Linked DNA regions of Mus musculus: region 1 is linked to region 2. The links are chromatin contacts, called in public Hi-C maps. All regions are on one chromosome and are shown on one strand. The core of a region is the stretch at or near the end of the contact, and the rest is flanking DNA. Distances in the headings are between cores, read along the strand shown.

Region 1 (6,309 bases), core at 3,185-5,684, 37 kb before region 2:
CATGAGACAGGTCTGGCGGAGTGGGGAGTTTGGACTTTAATCAAGAAATAGACTTGACACCCAAGGGAGGCACAGAGAACAGTTGGATGGAGGATGCAGCACTGAACAAGAAAGAGGTTCAGAGTGAAGGAAGCATACGAAAGGACCAAGCTGCTGGGTAGCAAAACGCCCACTTAGCTCCAGAGAGAGGAGTCAGGGGACTGAGTGGGCCCAGAGATACCTAAATACAAACTACCTGTCTGTCACCCATGCTGACCTTACCTGAGGCTCCCTCCCCTCAAACTCAATAGAGACTAAAAGCTCCTGGGAGCCCATACAGGGTTAAAAAGGAGACATCAAACAAATGGAAGTTCATAAGAGTACTTCTAACTTCGGAGAAAAATAAGATTAATCAGCGGGAGTAGGAACTTCTAAAGAAAAGAATCAGAACTTCTTCTCTTACAAACAAAGCTTAAAGCTCTCAGCAATCATCACTGATTGCAAGGGTCTTGCTCAAGTGCCTGGAGAGTCTGTTACTGCCAAGAACTGCTGCACTTCACATAGGGGAATTACTCAGAATTCCGCTCTGGTCTAAATCAGCCGAGACAAAAGCCATAGACAGCTTTCAGGATGCAGCCAGCAGCGTGAGGGAGCTTTGTTTCTTAGGGGAAGAATAGGATTTTTAAAGTATGGAATGAGTTCATGATCACTAAAGAAAATCTGTGAAACTCACAAAATGTCAACCAAATAAAACAAATATCTATATTTTGTAATCCAGACATAGCCTTTATCTCTTTTCATTTTTTTCCCTAAAGATACCTATATTTTTTTTTTCTCCATACATTTCAAGATCATATTAAGTAAGAAGTTTCTCAGCATTCTTTTCATTTGCTGGGTCAGGAGTAGCTCCCTCTTGACCTGATTATTCCTTAAATTATATGTGTTCACAGTTCAGTAAATTACCTTTTATGAATATGACAGTATATAGTTTAACAATTTTCTTTACTTGATGACCGATTAGGCTGGTTCTAAATTTTCAGTGTTATAAGTAAGAGTCCAGTTAACATCTACGAATGCCACTACCAAAAATTATTCTGATTATTTCCTTTTGTAAAATTCTTAGGATATTAAGATTTAAGGATTTCTTTTGTAGTTCTTATTGAATTACTCAACAGGTCACACTTCTTTATATGCACATTAGCAGTATCCAAAGGTGTTTATTTCATGAACTACTGGGCACTATATGGTTAACTTTTTTTAAAAGTATCTTGTCGGTCAGTTGAAAAATGAGACAGCTCTTTGCCTTGTTAGACACACCAATGTTTACTGAATGTTATCGTCCATGGATTATCATTTGATAGCACTTAGCTATTTTTCATAGTGAGAGTAAACACCTTCCTTTAATGTTGATCCAGTTTTGACACCGTAGGATCTGAAAGGAATCTTGATGCTAAAAGCCTTTTGGTTTGTAGCTTGACACCACCAAGGAGTCCATGGAGGCCTGCGATGGAAGCGAGGTGTGGCTCTTTCTGGGCAGAGGCTCTTCAAGAACCTTTGGGCTCTTCTCCATCAGAATCCAGGGGATGGAGAAGAACCATGTGTTTAAATTGCTCCATCCCAGTAACAAGGTAGCCTTAGACTGAAGAATACACACTTCCATAATCTTGCTATATGCCATGTATGCTGCCCTAATTTGATAAACACAATGACCATGAAGGCCAATAAACTTTATATTTCCATACCCCCTGGAACAAGAGTTTAAAAACAGTCTTACAATATGCTGGACATTACATTTTCTGTTCTTGGAAATTGGATTGTTGGTCTGTACCCTTATGAATGCGTTATCACCCACCCATTTGCTTGATTTCCAAGTTGAAAGCTTTATAGCTGCCCTTGCCATAGCCCAGGTTCTCATCTTGCTTACCCCACTTCATGGACCTCTATCGCTTCACCTATAGCCTTCAAGTTTCTCCTTTCTTCCTTTCCTCCAACCTCTGGGCTTTGGCCCCTTCTTATTCCTTTTCTCCCTCATTTAGTCTCTGAGTATGCTTGCGTGTGTACATGCATGGAAGTCACAGGACAACTTGCAAGTAGTTGGTCCTCCCCTCCCCTTCCACCATGTAGGTTCCAGGGATTGACCTCAGGTCACTCACTTTGGCAGCCAGGACCTTGACAACAAAGCCATCCCACATGTCCGTTTCCAAATTTTCTACCCATAATCCCTATGGTCACTTTGAAGTGGAAATGTAAGGGTTCTCTGAGAAGTCATTTGGATGGTGTTTTGCTATGACAAACACGTGAAGGAAAGTTTCGTTAAAGTGGACACAGGTGGGAAAGGCTAAGGCCGATTCATGAGGGAACTGTGTCTAAAGCAGACACAGGAGAGAGGATGTTCTAAAGCAAGTGCATAAAAGGACAGGTGATGAAGGATTCTTTGCTAACAACACGCATGTATCGGTCTGCTTTACATTGTGTTGTTGAGCTACATTGTATTGTTGATCTGCATTTGTTCGGACACAGTAGAGAAAAATGCACCAAAAAAAACCCTTCTGGTGGTGTGCTGCAGTTTGTTGCGGCTTCCAAGGACTGGGGCTGACTGGATGCCTGTGCTTTAGGCAAGCGTCCTGCTGAGGTAAGACGTGTGCTGAGGCAAGGCACGTGGAGGACACTTGATGTGTGAAAGGCATAAATGGGACTCCAAGGAATGACGGAGACAGAGCCCGGCTTGCTCATACAGTTAGCTGTGCAACACTGGTGGGTCTCGGTGGTCTTTGCTGGCCTTCACTTTCCTGAGAGAGGCACAACAGAGAACTTCTCCTTGGGTTCCCGATGGTCCCTCCTGCTGACTCAAGTTGAGGCTGGGGCCAGGCTGTCTCTGCTAGGTCTTGTCACCACTGTTGCTAAGCCAACTTTACCGAACTGGACCCCTGGTGTATCCGTGAGGTATTTGCAACTAGATCAAGCTGCCGCTGCCTGCTAACCTGTGAATTGAACTGCCGATTTCCAGACAACACTGAGTTGCTCCAAAGAACCTTTCTAAACAGGTCCATTTCCCACATATCCTTTCTTTTCTACTACCTCTGGTGGGGTGGTGGGCTACAAGGAAGGTTAAAGCATTTAAGAACCATCGTTAATAATAGGATTTGAAAAAAAAATTAAAGCTAGAGTTACTCCAACTCCAAGCTGCACAGGGGTTCGCTATGCAAAGATGTGATAAATACACCCTATCTACTCCCTTCTAACCTTTGCAGCCCCCAATCCTTCATTCTAATAGAATGATGAGTGGGAATTTTAGAAGGGTTAAAGACTAGACATGGTAAAGGGATTTAAGATAAACCTTGGTAGGTATTAAACACTAAACACAGTACAAGGGGCAGTTAGGACAATAGTCCAAGATCCTGGAGGTCCAGTCTGAATGACTTGATCCAAGATACGGCCCTAAGAGCAGGTTCCTGAAGTTGCTATGAGGCACGACAGGGTATGAGAGACCACGTTGTTGACTAGGTCATCTGCGTAGACCCTGCCATAGTTCACATGGATGTTGTTATTAACACAGAGCTAGCCAGTATGAACAAACCAATGGAACCTTTCTCTATTCCTGGAAAAAAAAACGACTTAGAGCACAGGACAAAGGGTTACTGTGCTGTTTCTTCCCTGTAAAATGAAATAGTAATTTTGATGGATTTGGTGGGACATTTAGGAGCCAAGTCAAACTGTGTGGGTAATTGTTTTGTAAAGGTGCTAGGACTTAATTTTCAGATCTGGAATGAGAACAGGTGGTGGTTGGTGGCAGGAGTTACAATGGTTTCCATGACAACGGGATCGGATTTTAGTCATCTTTCCCATCCTCCACAAAACATACTGCCGCTTTCTTCATAAGGTGCTTATTAAATACTTGTTAAATGAATGATGAACCACTGAACGGTGTGTGCTCTTTGCAATTAAGGTTGCTGTTCTTTCGCTAGACTAAAAGCTTTTAGAGCAACAATAATTACTGTGTTTACTTATGATATTTTGCATAATTTGCATAATAACTTAAGACCTGAACATAATAAACTATGCACTCTCGTTCCAGTTGAACATCCCTGGCCCAAATCATGTCCTTTGCCGTGGAAGAAGTAGCCCCGATGTTTGGTTAGAAAGACTTTACAAAGGGTTGGGGGGACCTGTGGTGAATTTGTGTTCTCTCTCCAGCCTGAGGCCAGACCCTCCCCCCCCCCCCCTTCTCAGGTCTGCGCAGGCGCCGGAGCCCCTCCCCCTTCCTTCCCGCGCTCAGGCAGGAGCTGGGCGCCAGGATCCAAGCTGCGCTAGCGGGCGTCCCGCGTTGCCCTTGGCAACCATTGAGCAGCTTTTTTTGCTCTCCCCGCCCGGGCCGAAGCAGTAAACGGAGCTTCTATTGGCTGGCCTGGGCAGCCGAGCCAATCGGAAGAGAGGTTACAGGGAGGCGGCTGAGTGGGGGCTGGAGGGGGGTAGGAAGCTAGATTAGTAGCCAGACGTGAGGCTAGAACCCCGAGCGTGGTCGGTTGGAGCAAATATGTCTGCCCGGAGGCACATTGGGAATCCTGAGGTGAGGGCCAGGTCCGGACCCGAGAGCCGGAGGGGGCGGGCGCACCGGAAAAGGCGCCACGTGGGCAGGGACGAACAGCCGGCCACTTCCGCCGCCCGGAAGGCGGGAAGTGGCCAGCGTGAGGAGGGGGCCGAGCGCAGGGCCTGGGGCGGGGCAGGCCGAGGCTCCACGTCAGTGGCACCCGCCGGTGCCGGGCGTGCTCGCCCCACAAAGACCCACCGGACACCGACGTTCGAGGCTTGGAGGAGCCAAGTACATAAAGACACAGCCCCTGCCCTCAAAGAGTTTACAGTCTAGGAGTGACACCTGCAAACAAAGTAAAAATCAAAGACCCCCAAAACATGGAAGGAGGTGAAGGGGCCCATCACTTCTGAGTTGGGGTACCCCAGGCCAAGCCGCCCTTGCAAAGGGAGCAAAATAGGGCCCTTTGTTCTCCTTTACCCTCAGTGCCCTTGTGCATTTGTAGCAGTTTAATGTCACCCAGTGTTATTTGACCCTTACCAAACAAGTAACCAGACCTACAAAGAGAACGACAGAGTCTCTACAGTAGAGTTCAGTCTAGTGATGGAAATTGGTGAGCTTCGGGAGAGAGATGGAGGAGGAAAGACAGCACTCAAGCTGAGAGAAGGAGGGGCGTTCTTGAGCTGAAAAGGCCCCAACCCATCAAGGCCACTCGTGAGTCAGGTGAAGAGCTTGCTAGAACAGCCTGTGTAAAGCCAAGGAGAGCTTCAACTCCGACCAAGTCCCAGTAGGAGTCTACAGAACAAAAGGCAATTTGAGAGGGGCCTTCTGCACCTTCATAGCAAACACCAGTTGTAGGTCTTGGATTTCTTGTTGAATGCCTGGTGTCGGAAACTGTGGCATGTGTATTGGAGTGCCATGATAGTAATGTCTGTTATTTTGGTGGGGTTTTTTGTTTGTTTGGTTGTTTTTTGTTGTTGTTGTTTGGTTGGTTGGTTGTCTCTGAGACAGTCTCACTATGTAGCTCCAGCTGTCCTGGAACTCACTATGTGGACTAGGCTGGCCTCAAACTTAAAGAGATCCACCTGCCTCTGCCTCATAGATACTGGAATTTAAAGGCATGTGCCGCCACTACTAAACCTTGATAGTGATGTGTAAATATTACACAGTGTCACTTACATTTGGAGTCTAAAGTCCAACTCAGTGAAGTAGAAATTAGAATAATGGTCACCAGAAGTTAGGGATATAGCGTCTGGGACAAAGAGATGCTGGTCGCAGGGTAGAAAGTTTGTTAGGAGAACTAAACTTTTGAGATGGCACAGGAGATGACACAGCAGGGTGACTAAAATATAAATTTAATGTACATCTCAGATTAGCCAAGAGAACATTCCAAACCTCTCCTCACAACAAGGGAGGTAATGACGATATTTACTAACTTAATAATTGCACAGTGTGTGCATGTCAACCTTTTTTTCCTAGAAATAAATTATGTTTTGTCAACTAAAATAATATCAATATTAGATGCCTGTGATGGGGTGGGCTGGGTAGTTCAAGATTGGGAATACCATTATCCTGCCTACTGGTCAGCACGCAAGAAGCTTCTAAGGAGTTTTAGTCATGTGCTCAGACTTGCATTTTAGGCACCATCATAGCCACACTGTGGTGGATGGAGTTGGACAGGCTGTGTCGAGGAGCGGAGACATTGATGAGGTGGTTATGTTGCCATATGTCTGAACTGATGCTAGGAAGTCGGGGCAGAATGAAAGAGAACTATTAGGTGTAAAACCCACCATCAAGCATGA
Region 2 (5,947 bases), core at 241-2,740:
GGACCTTTGGCACTAACCAGGTTAGTATATTTAGATTTTGGGTTCCTAGCAGCCACTGAGCCTCCTAACCATTCAGACAGGTCCTTTTAACTCATGCTTCGCTCTACCAGCTGAGCGTGTATAATCTGTTGAAAACCCTGAGACTATGGTTTCTCTGGAAAACTTGCCCAAATTAAACTTAAGAAGTAAAGATTTTTCTATTTTCTTTTAAATGTTTTAATTTTTTTCACTCATAAAAATCATACAAGTAGGAAAAATACTGAAAGTGTTAAAAAAAAAAAAAAGTAAACTGTCCTGTTATCAGACAATTGAGTGTCTGCTGCTACCACCACGCTGAGATATTTTGTTTTAACTAGTCTCTATATGTGTGCGTATGATTTGTCTTGAGAAAATTCATGTTTGTGATTTCCCCGTGCTAATGTAAGCTGTCTGGGAGCCCCAGTTTTGACAGTGTGTAGTATCTCTTTGTGAGATCTACTTCGGAAACTGCCCCTTGATTTTGGAAGGTCAGGTGGATCTATTGTACTGTGGTAAGGAAGCCTTCCTTCAATGGTGTATTTGACAAAGGAACTGAAAATGGAGGCTATAACTTTTCCTTTCCAGTATTGTAAAGGTAAAAGGGTAAGAAGGTGTCAAGTCTACAACTCATGCTGTCAGGACTTGAGTCACCGTGGGTCCAGAAGCAGAGCGGCCATGCCTCATGTGGTTTCTGTGACGAGGTAACCGTGGTAAGAATGAGGTCTGTGTCCCTGCACTCTGCAGGAGGAGCCTTGGCTGCTCAGTGTTGTCCTGTAGCATTAGCTCTGTGGTTGGAACCTTAACTCACCTCACAGAAGAACGCCCACGGCAAGATCATCATCTTATACGACGAGGACGAGAGGCTGGCCAGCCAGGCGGCCACCACCATGTGTGAGCGTGGGTTTGAAAACCTCTTCATGCTTTCCGGGGGTGAGCAAAGTTGCAGTCTGTCTTACAGGTTGGGTTTCTACACTCAGCTGCCCTGCAGACCCACACTGCCTCCTCCAGCGCTCAGTGCTAGGACCTGAGTGCCAGGCACAGAGAAAGCTTTGCTCTCTGAGGGAACTGGAGTCAAGGGAAATGTTCTCTGCTTCTGTCTGCACGTTGGCTGGGTTTTGTTTTGCAGGGAAATGGAAAGTTCATTTTTTTTTTCACTGTAAGCTTTGTTGATTTGAGGCTTTTATGGTTTTTGAGAAAGGATCTTGCTACATAGCCCAGGCTGGCCTCAAACTCTTAATCTTCCTGCATCAGCATCCTGACTGCTAGGATTAAGGCAGGCACATGTTTTTAATTCCTAAGATAACAGCATCACTGCAGGGTTCTGTAAAAATGCTAAAACTTGAGCAAACAATTTCCTATGGAATTCTCAGCTGAATTCCATTTCTAGTTTATTTGTTGACACAGCAGTAAAGGATGATTTCAGATCTCTAGCCTGGTGGTGAAGGGCTAGAAGACACAACACACAGGCCTCTTCCAGCTTTGCTGTGGCCTCACTATGTTAATCCTGCCTTTCCTGGTGTTCTCCTATGATAGGTCTGAAAGTCTTAGCTCAGAAGTTCCCAGAAGGACTGGTCACTGGTTCCCTGCCAGCCTCTTGCCAGCAGGCCCTCCCTTTTGGTTCTGTCCGGAAACGACGTGGCCCCAAAATGCCAGCCCTGCCAGCTGAGAACAAGTGGAGATTTACCCCAGAAGACTTAAAAAAGATAGAATGTTACCTGGAAGAGGACCAGGGACCAGCAGACAACCCTAGTAAGAGACTCTGACCTTTGTTTGTGTGGAGCTGAGCTGTGCTCCTTTGAATATCCCTTGTCACGTGAAAAATAGCTTTCTATCCATGCTCTTAAAGTGCTTGGGGCTCTGTGCGTCACACAGGTACTGGGGGAGGGGCGGCACTGGTATTGGCAAGCATTGGGTGTTGAGAACAAGCATGGGGAGCCTGTGTCTTAGGCAGAGAGGACACACGAGGTCTGGGCACTCAGGTTCCTTCCTGGGAGACTCCCTCCAGTCTCTGCTTCTGGGTTTGCTTAAAGCCCTGCCCAGAGGCCCTGCCTTGCCTTCCTGTCTTTGCCTTCTGCCTCCTCTTCTCTCTCTCTCCTCAGTCACCCCTCAAGAAAGGGGTGAGAGACCAGGTTTGTTGAGGATAAGGAAGGGGAAGAAAGTCTCTCCGTCCCCACCCTTGTTCCCAGCACCAAGCTGATCTCAGGGATGAGCAGGAGGTCACCCCTGGCCCACAGGGGATGCTGCACCCCGAGGGCTTCACTGGCATAGCAGTGGCCACAGACTCAGCAGCAACATTAGCTTAAAAGTGGTCTTGGCTGACTTTCCTTGGAGACCCGTCTTGCGGCCCTGCTCCCTCTCTCTCTCTTGCTCCTTTCAGGCCGACTGAACCAGAATAACTCTGCTGGAAAAGACTCGAAGGTGGCTGCTTGCCGCGGTGGCCAGAACCTGCCCACCAGCTGTCCTGCCAGCCACTCGAGCCCCCGCACGCTCACCAGCGGTCACCTGCAAGGCAAACCCTGGAAGTGAAGGCCTGTGTTGTTTACTCAAATAAATGCCCCCCTCCTTTCGGAACCCTCAGCGCTCCCAACTTGGTCCTTTTCAGAACTGCTGTAGAGAAACAGCCATGCTACACGGGCTGGACCAGGCCCACTTGTCCGTCTGCAGCTCCACTCCCTTCACTCAGGAAGGAGTCTGACAGATGACCACAAAAACCAGAGGCTTGGCAGGCTCTAGTTGCCCTCCATTGTTTACAGAAGATTCATGTCTTTTGAAATTGAATAGGAAAAAAGAAAGATACTTTCTTTTAAATAAGGTCCAGCCTGTTTGGTCTGTAACCAGTGTTGTTCTGTAAATAATTCAGTCACATCTGCTGGTGTGTTCTTCCCAGCTAGCTTTTTTCATTCACTGTTGATTCATGAAAGATTCTCCAGGTGGGCCTGGAATTGGCCGCTGTCCCCACAGGTGCAGATGAGTTCTTGGTTTCTGCAGCCCACAGTCCTCACACTGAGTCTTAGCTCGCTCTGGAGGCTGCAGGCTCTGCTGGGCATTTGAAGCTGAGGGGTGGTCTGTGAGCATGGGTGCATCTTGCTGGTTTAGCAGAGAGGCTCTGTGCAAAATGATCCTCTCCTTAAATGGTTTCCTGGGACCACAAAGATGTGTGTTCAGCTTTCCTCACCAGAAGGAGGGCCCAGTACAGGAAGACCCCAGCAACCTGCGGGTCTGTGCTGAGAGCCTTGGAAGGCCACCACAGCTGTCCCCTTCATAATGAGCCTTATATCAATTAAAATTTCCCATTGCCTGATGTGAGTCCAGCTATGTTAAAGGGATAGAAATCACAGTCATTTGAAAGCATCAGCTTCACACGGACAAGGGGACACACAGGTGAGGGGGACTCAGGAGTCCTTTGTCGGGGCTGACAACCCCTTAAGCCCTTGCTTAAAAATACAGTATTAGTCTAATTGAGTAATTAGTGCAATTTCCTGCTTGCTTTTCATTCTCAGACTGAGCTGTGATTAGGAGGCTGTGATTATAGATTCTGGTTTTGGCCGGAATTTTGAATCGGCATTAATTGAATTGCTAGATGACTGACATCCATTCTATTTAATTGGGGGAACAAAAGACCTCAGGTAAGGATGAGGCCCATGAAGTCAGAGGGAAGGACGAGCCTTGTTAATTTTTATGGTCTGTGATCGTAGCTGTGATAAGGGACTAAAGAATAAATTGTGCTCTTTGTCATGGCAACCAGCTTCTGAAAAGCCAGCTGAAAATTGCCTACCCTTAGGTTACTGCTGCTGGGTGAGAGTCGCCTTAACAGTGCTATTTTCTCACCACTTTAGGAAAAAAAGAAAAAGGCAAAGGCCCACAGTATTTCTAGCAGGGAGGCTGTGTTTGTAAGAGAAATAAACGTAATAAATATCTCATGGAGACATATGGAAAAATAACTCAGTCAACCCAGCCCCGCTTCAGAGTATGTTTATTCTTCTCCACTTGATTTCCAGAGTGCAACATTTTCCAATGCTTTAGAAATCAAACAAACCAGGGACATTGTTCAGATGTCAGGCCGTGCCCAAATTTCCACAAGATTCAAGAATCGTGTATAAAATTCAGCCAACGTACACATAGCTTTAATGAGGAGCCTGTCGTGTTTCCCCATAAATTTATTGCCTGAGAGCTTGGTTCAGCCTTTTGCTAATGCCAACATGCACTGGCTTTTTATTTTCTTTACAGCATAGATCAAAAAATGCAAATTTTTCCACACTCAACTTTCCCCTAGCATGGACAAGATTTTCAGTCATCTTTGACACGTATACATTTGTAATGAAAATACCTTTCCTCGGTGACAGAGTTCTGGTTTGCCAGTTTAACATCAGCCAGTCAGGAGGTAGACCTCTACACCCAATTCTGTTTTGGAAGTCTCTGTCTGTTCCTGATCTGCATTCCCACCAATGGATGTTAGTGTTGGAAATGACTGTATATACGTACAGAGACTGTTTCGGCAAAGCTGTTAGAATTGCTGTGTATTTACTGGCGTGGTCTAGCAGGCTGAATGTATTTCCATGTGTTTCTCCATAGCTCTTTGCCCTGTTGGCAAGAGTCTCAAACTTCAAGAGAGCCGACCCCTTCTGCACTCAGTGTTCCTCTCCAACACTGTTGCTTCCTAACGTTCCACTTTACCAGTTTCTTCATTAGATTATTTGACATGTATTATTTAAATGATCAGTGATACTTTGTGCAATTATGAATGTTGAAGATTAAAGAACGTAGTTACTAATTTGTCGTTTGCTATTAATGTGCTGAAACCTGCCAACTTCTCCCTTCCTTTCTGTCAGAATGATTTGGGGGAGCCCCGGGAGACTAGAGTGATTTGAAAATGTACCTCTCTTTACTGCATTTCCCAGAAAGGCGTATGTTCTTTGCATCAGTGAATCTGGAAATCATTCCAGTTTAGAGCAAGAGACCATAGCTTTCTAGTCGGGAGACCCATGCTTTTCCTGGAACCCAGGCAGGACCGGATTGCTACCTTGGCTGACTATCTCATGGCTTTTGTGTCGGTTGTGTTGGGGACTAGCTTGCCCCCTTGTCTGGAGCCTTGTGCGCTCTGTGAGATACGTGATATCCTTAGGCCAGTGTCTCGTCAATAAAATGTTTATCAAGGGGTATGTGTTTAAGAAAGGGAGGCCATTTAAGGGGGTACAGGCTATTTAAGAGGTCAGGCAGGAAGGAAGCCAGGAGACAAAGGAGGGAAGATAGAAGAGAGGCAGGAAGTGGCGGGAGAGAGGAAGGAAAAAGCTACAGTGTTCATTCAAAAAGGGGGGGGGGGAACACATCCTGGGCTGTAACCTCAGGCTGGCTCTATTGAAAATCTGTGGAATGAGTAAATAGCCTAGAAGTGATTTTCTTTTTTCTTTCTCTGTGGTGGGAAGCCAGAGCCGGGCAGTCATATTGGACTTGGTGTAAGCAGGAATTAGAATAAATAATGTCCGTTAGTTGCTCAGGGAGTTTTTCCTGTGGTGCTGTTTAAATTCTACAGAACTTAAGACATTAAGCTACTCAGACACAAACAGAACAAAACCAAACCCTCCTCCTCTTGCTCCCTTGGGGAATATAAGTTGTCAGGCTCCTGGTCTGGGAGAAATATGCCAGTGATTTTTCTTGTTGGTTTTTGTTCCCGCCAGGTTGTTTATTGTCTACAGAGTCTGTCTTTTATGTTGTCTGACATGTTTGGGAACATAACGAATTTCAGTCTGCCTGCACATAAATCCATGACTACCTCTTCTTGTTCAACCCTGAAGATAATCAGTCATTAAGAATATTTAACAAACTGTTGAATGTCTTTAATGTGCATTTTTGTTTTTCATAGTTCTTTCAAGATCTAAGCCCCATAATACTTCTCTCTCCAAAACAAAATTAGGACCATGTGGATTATAAT

Evidence for each region. A called contact is a pair of places that touch in the nucleus more often than the background predicts.
Region 1: a Hi-C map of the MNK3 cell line shows a contact between it and region 2, with 2.6 times the contacts expected there. The contact joins the promoter of Cep41 here to the enhancer-like site in region 2. A contact is called at or near these places in 9 of 39 promoter capture datasets (the 3T3-L1 cell line, 3T3-L1-derived adipocytes, cranial neural crest and 5 more), 1 of 15 datasets of contacts at CTCF or cohesin (CD8 T cells), 3 of 484 Hi-C or Micro-C datasets (the 3T3-L1 cell line, 3T3-L1-derived adipocytes and the MNK3 cell line), 4 of 115 datasets of contacts at active chromatin or transcription factors (the HPC-7 cell line, embryonic limb bud, embryonic stem cells and 1 more) and 3 of 9 other capture datasets (adipose tissue, liver and pancreatic islet).

Annotation. Positions count from the first base shown.
Region 1 is chr6:30,691,874-30,698,182 of GRCm38.p6, reverse strand. Cep41 (centrosomal protein 41) reads left to right here and starts at 4,434. Exons shown (of 11, transcript NM_031998.3): 1 at 4,434-4,546. The coding sequence starts at 4,514.
Region 2 is chr6:30,652,299-30,658,245 of GRCm38.p6, reverse strand. Cep41 (centrosomal protein 41) reads left to right here. Exons shown (of 11, transcript NM_031998.3): 9 at 834-948; 10 at 1,552-1,767; 11 at 2,396-4,789. The coding sequence ends at 2,544. Among named protein-coding and RNA genes, the nearest start is that of Gm13782, 12 kb to the left of the region's middle. Within about 2 kb of position 1,490, at least 45 of the 459 cell types and tissues checked have an H3K27ac peak or open chromatin away from gene starts, as enhancers often do. A contact at or near this core is called in the MNK3 cell line, where this site is marked.